Regions from separate parts of the Mus musculus genome. Here region 2 is linked to region 1. Evidence: chromatin contacts called from public HiChIP or PLAC-seq data. All regions are on one chromosome and are shown on one strand. The core of a region is the stretch at or near the end of the contact, and the rest is flanking DNA. Distances in the headings are between cores, read along the strand shown.

Evidence for each region. HiChIP or PLAC-seq counts read pairs in DNA pulled down with a chosen protein or histone mark.
Region 2: a contact with region 1 is called in an H3K27ac HiChIP or PLAC-seq map of embryonic stem cells, with 6 times the contacts expected there. The contact joins two enhancer-like sites. A contact is called at or near these places in 1 of 39 promoter capture datasets (cranial neural crest), 4 of 484 Hi-C or Micro-C datasets (bone marrow-derived macrophages, cortical neurons, embryonic stem cells and 1 more) and 2 of 115 datasets of contacts at active chromatin or transcription factors (embryonic stem cells and microglia).

The regions. Positions count from the first base shown.
Region 1 is chr14:66,377,878-66,380,901 of GRCm38.p6, forward strand. No RefSeq gene overlaps it. Among named protein-coding and RNA genes, the nearest start is that of Stmn4, 35 kb to the left of the region's middle. Within about 2 kb of position 1,389, at least 57 of the 459 cell types and tissues checked have an H3K27ac peak or open chromatin away from gene starts, as enhancers often do. A contact at or near this core is called in embryonic stem cells, where this site is marked.
Region 2 is chr14:66,975,609-66,978,479 of GRCm38.p6, forward strand. No RefSeq gene overlaps it. Among named protein-coding and RNA genes, the nearest start is that of Gm24258, 6.6 kb to the left of the region's middle. Within about 2 kb of position 1,468, at least 58 of the 459 cell types and tissues checked have an H3K27ac peak or open chromatin away from gene starts, as enhancers often do. A contact at or near this core is called in embryonic stem cells, where this site is marked.

The DNA.
Region 1 (3,024 bases), core at 139-2,638:
ACTTTCCCTCGTGACCCCTCGTTCCCCCAAACCTCCCCCACTCCCTGAACCCCTTTTCTGGAGTTGATGATTGTTCATCTTGCTTTATTTTCTTGGCTTTGACTTTGGACCCCAGAGATCACAGGGAGCTAGCGCAGTACAGGAATATGACCAGCAGGTGGCGTTCGTACTGTTTCTACTACGGGAACCGCCCAGAATTCTCCAGGACAAATTTGCACAAAAGAGGCGACTGCAACCATAGCTGTTACAGTTGGTAATTAGGGATAAGGTTGCCATGGTGACGAGGGGTCTTGGGATGTTTATAGCTTTGCAAGAGCTGATGCCAATGAGCTATCGGATTGCTTCTTCCTTTGATGGTAATGGCAGGCAAACTGAGGTCATGCAAATGCTGTATGGTGCAGCCTGCTTAGGAAGCTATTCTGCTGCTGTTGTTATTTATGGGATAAAAGTATCCTGTTGAGAGAAACACACACACACACACACACACACACACACACAATTTGTATGCATGCACACAAGTGCACCATATTTATCTGACTTGTTTACATTTTCTGTATGTTTTATCTCCATTCCCCACATTTCTCAATGTGGTTTTCATTAAAATTCTCTGAGAAGAAAGGCTCCATTCATCTGACAAGCTCGGGAAATATTGCATGCTCATGCTTTAGAGGTTCACAGTGTACTTGAGCCAGAACGTCTTTGGATGTCCTATTTCACCTCCACACGCTCATTTGCCTCGTAAACCCACTTAAACAGACAATTCATTAACTCTCTCAGCTAATCACTCCTCATCTTCTCCTCAAGACGTTAATAGACATTCATTAAGTGTAGGTTTCCTTGTAGCCTTGCGCTCACATAAGTCTCTCCAGCAAGGCGTGGAGCTCTGATAAGCTAGCCTGTCAAAGGCTGTGTGGCCAAGACTCAATGGTTATTAATGGCTGCCTATGAACTCCTAAGAAATGGTTTCCAATTGAGCTATGTATCCATGGATACCACAGACTGAAATTATTCATTGTTAATGTCTTTATCCATCCATAAATTTTATTGGGTAAATGAGGCCACGCCCCAGACATGGCCCACAGCATTAATAAGTCATTTGTAGGTTAGCATAGTATTATTTTACATCTTGTCACATCGTTTCTGATGCTTTAAATTCAATCTTCTGCTAGTGTATTTTCCCCAGAGAGGCACCTCCTCTCCCATGAATAACCTACTTGTGATTGATCATAAAACAGAACTTATTAAAAGAGATTTTTAAAAACAACAACAAAAAAAAGGACTGAGAATTTGCTCACACATACTGCCTCTCGGGTGGGGGAGGGGAGTCACCCTCCCTGCACTTCATTGTGAAAAGGGAGGTCTGGTCCTCTCAAACTGTGGAAAGAACAATTGCCCTAGTCCACTAGGGCAGTGGCTGCCAACAGCTTTAGGAATGCACCAGTTGACACTCTTGGCTAGGCTGATAATGTTTTAGACCCACTCCAAATGTTGAAGGCGTTTCCTGTGACTTACCCCTCTTTACACTCCGGAAGGCCACTGGATTTTATTGCTAGGGGACCATGAGAGGAGCAGGAACATTTAAAAGACAGGCAACAGTAACCAAGTGTCCAGCTCCTTGTCAGTCACTTTGCTATTTATTGAATCCTTGATTAAGTTTAAGCCTTAAAGCCCACTAGATGGGTTTTACCAGCCCCATTTTACCAAGAAGAGATGAAGGCTGGAGGTGCCTTGCCTCATATGGGACAACTTGTAAAGTATAAATAAGGGGACATTTTTTGACTCTAGGTTTGTCCAAATCCAAAGTCAAACAAAGGCAGCAATATTTGTACAAGAATCAAATTATCCTCAAAAGAAATAAGGAGGAGGAAGAGGAGGAGGAGGAAGAGGAAGAGGAAGAGGGAAGAGGAGGAGGAGGAAGAGGAAGAGGGAAGAGGAAGAGGAGGAGGAGGGAGAGGAAGAGGAGGAGGAGGAGGAAGAGGAAGAGGAGGAGGAAGAAGAGGAGGAGGAGACCTAGGAGGAGAGGATCAGCTTGTTTCTTCCATGGGAGGTACATAATTAGTCAAAAGGGGAGGGTCCCTGGCTCTGGCCAACCCCTACGGTCTTCCACAACAGCCACTGTTCTATTTACCATTTGTGTTAGTTCCCTTTCCCGTTGCTGTGATAAAATACCCCAGCAAAGCAGTTTAAGGAAGTAGGGTCTGTTTTAGCCCTCACCTCCAGATCGTGGCCTATCACTGCAGGGAAGTCTGGAAGGCCGGAACTTGAGTTTGATAGTCACATTAGTAGTCATAGTCCAAAGCAGAGGGGAAGGACCGAAGGCATAGGTGCCACTGCTCAGCACACTTCTTCCTTGCTTACAGTCTCAGATTTCAGTCAGAGAATGGCCCCACCCCCTGTGGGCGTGTCTTCCTGCCCCATGCAATAAAGATAATCTCCATAGCACGCCCATCTTCCAGGTGACTTTAGACTGTCAAATTGACAATAAACACTGCCTGCTGTTGTTCCAAGCGTTTACTCCGTTACCAACTTGTCCCGCTTCTGTTGTGTGGGCTGAACTTGTATTGGCATTTATTCATATTTTTTAAAAACCCCTTCAGTCAATTTTACACTCATGGGTTCCTTTCGATCAAACCTCCAGTTATTTTAAAAGCTGGCAATTGCCGTCTACTTAGGATCTTTTCATTACCCATGACAGTTTGTCTTAGATTTCACTGATAATCAATGAGCTGCTCTTTTAAATACTTAGTGGATCAAATTAACGGCTTTAATTAACAACCTACATGAAAATCAATGACCTCCATATTCAGCTATTCCAAGTTTATCTGACTTGTTAGTCAGTAGGACAACACTTGCTTTTTGTTTTGTAACATGTATATTCCTTTAGATCACCGCACCTCAACCTTGCTAATGCTGCTACCCCCTTAATACAGTTCGTGCTGTAAGTGACTCCCCACCATAAAAATATCTCATTGCTACTTCATAACTGTAATTTTGCTACAGTTATGAATCATAGTGTAAATATCT
Region 2 (2,871 bases), core at 218-2,717, 600 kb after region 1:
GGAAAATCCACTCCAAGTGGTATCATAGATAAACTACAGACAGTAGCCGAGACAGGACAGAAACAGGATGTCTCCTTTTGAACTTCAAGCACAGCTCTTCTGTAAACAGGCTCTGTGAACGAGGGGGAGGGATATCAACATTACCCCACCCCCAGTGCTGAGGATGGAGCCCGTGGCCTCCTCCATACTAAGCAAGGTCTACACTGTGTTACATCCCCAGCCCCACAGGGACACCACAACCAGTGTATTTCCTGTGATGAGATGGTTGGGTTCTCCATCAACCTGAGGATCCCTTCCCATCTGCACACCTTCTTACCCCACTTCTAGGCATCATTGGGATGCAGTCTTGGGTGGCCCAGTGGCTTGCTTAACCTGGTGGATACGGGAGCTAGGGGCTTGTGCAGCTATGAAACCTTGGCAACAAGAGGCTGACAGTGTGTCTGGGAAGCTGAAGGCGGCTGATGACTGATGGCTGATGGCTGGGAGGTCCTGTGGGTGAGTGCTGGTGGCTTCAGCTAAGGATGGTACTCACAGCCAGGACAGATCTCACTGGTCTTCCTCAGCAGAGCTCCTATCTGGACTGAGCAGCAGCAAGACTTGGGGATGGGGCTTGGCGGATTGAAAAGATGACAATATTTGTTAAAACTGACCCTTCTGTCTAATCAGCTCTAATTAGTTATATCTTCTGCCTAGAATCTTGATCCTTTTCTGCCTCTTACAATGATGTGTGAACCTTGCAGAGCAGGGGCCTGAACCCTAGGAAGGGTTGGAGTTTGCCAGGCAAACTGGAAAAGGTAACAGAACTAGAGAATTAATATCACCTACCATCACTACTGCCCTAAGTTCTGGGTTGCTCGGGGTATTTCAGGAGAGTAAATCCCCCAAGTACACAGTACCTCTGCAGCCAGAGAAGAGTCTTCAGGTAAGAGTCATAAACTTGGGACATTGGTGGCTCTCTCGGGAGACGTAAATGTATGGGTTGACTGGATGCTCTATAGCTCACAGACATGCCTGGGGGGTGTAAGGGAGGAACTGAGATGGAAACGATTCACTGGGTGGGGGCGGGGTGCCCCTTAGTGCGATCTTAAGACAAAGAAATACAAACATAGCAGCCTGGGCACATGGTGTGTGGCGGGGCTGGGGGACACACCACTGTCATTTTTTTTTTTTTTTTTTTCACCCAGTGCAGCCTGATTCCTTGGGAGCTAAGAAACACTATCAAAGCCTGCTTGGCATTGCACTGGGTAAAGCTTTAAGGAGACACAGGATCTCCAGGGAAAGGTGTCTTTTCACCAAAGCCAGGCCCATGAGAAGAAGAAATGAAGGCGGGGCCTGATCTAGAAGGGTTTTGCTGCCCCTTGGTTTAGAAGGCAGACAGCGTCACACTGGCGGCTCCATCCTGCCCTTCCACCAAGCAGGGAACTTACTGCATGTTCAGCCCCAAGTGAAGCAACACTTGGCCATGTTTCTGCCAGTTCACTGCAGACACACACTGCTCTTGGGGAAGTTCCATGGCAGGAAGTCTCTCCAGGAAGCACTCCTGCTCCACTCCCTTTGAAGGTGCCAGGTCCCCTGCCAGGCTGCTTCCCAATCCTTCCCGCCAATTCCACAGTGCCCAGGGCTAGGGTGGGGAAGTGAACCCATTACACTTCTCAGAAATGATGGTCACACCCAGCCACCAACTGCTTCGACTTGGGAGGGACTATTTTAGGCTGCACCTGCCCTACGGAAAGATAAACAGCCAATGTCCTTACCCTTGATTTACATGTGGCAAGGCTGAGTCAAGGCACTGACTTAAACAAGACATTCTCAGCACTGCAGTGACTCAGTGAGGTTAACATGCCACCAAACCAAGCAGGCAACTTTGTGCCTCCCGGCCCCGCTGTGGGCATAGATATGAGTGCTGGAACCAGCCAGAACCAGCGTTTCCTACTGTGGTCCTACCTGAATGCAGCCCAGCATCAGTGAGCTAATAATGCTGGGATCCTAGCTAAGTGTGGTGCCCCAGGCCTGTAATTACAGTATTCAGATTTAGGCAGGTGGATCTGGAGTTCAGACCAACATGGGCAACAGATCAAGTTTAAGACCAACCTGAGTTACATGGAGAGACCCTTTCTAAAAGACAAACAAACAAATAACTACAATCCAGCAGGGGATATGATTTTTCCTAGTTGTGTACACACACTTAGGAGTCCCCGCATAAGATGCAAGACCCCAAGTTAAATCCTCTGGATACAGAAACAGAGATAATGGATGGAATAGAGATAGATAGATAGATAGATAGATAGATAGATAGATAGATAGATAGATAGATAGATAGATAGAGCGATCGATCGATCGATCGATCGATCAGGCAGGCAGGCAGGCAGGCAGGCAGGCAGGCAGGCAGGCAGGCAGAGAGACAGACACCTCCTGAATGCAGGAGTTATGGATAAAAGCCTGTGGATTCTGTGGTTTAATTTTCCTGAGACAAAGTACCAAGTGAACCTGGACATTTTGTTTTAACTCTTTTATGGTGAAGCATCCCTAACAGGGCTCTGTAAAACGCAGGAGTCGATGTTTGCCAAGCAAGCAGGAGGCTTTAGGTTCAACCCAGAATAATCTTAAAAAAAAAAAAAAAAGGAATTCTGAAATATCAAAATTGAAGCTTCCAGTCTCACTGGAGATCCAGCCCAGAAGGGCCGAACACCCAATTCCAGGTAGCAGAGTGAGGCGCTATTCAGACTGGGACATCTGTCTACTTGGCTATCTTATCCTATCACCCAGGACAACTTCCCATCCATCAGTCTTTACTGCTCAGCTCCAGCAGTAGCAGGAACTCAGGCAGTGGCTTCAAACAGCAGTTCAAGAACCCAAGTGCCCGAAGGTATG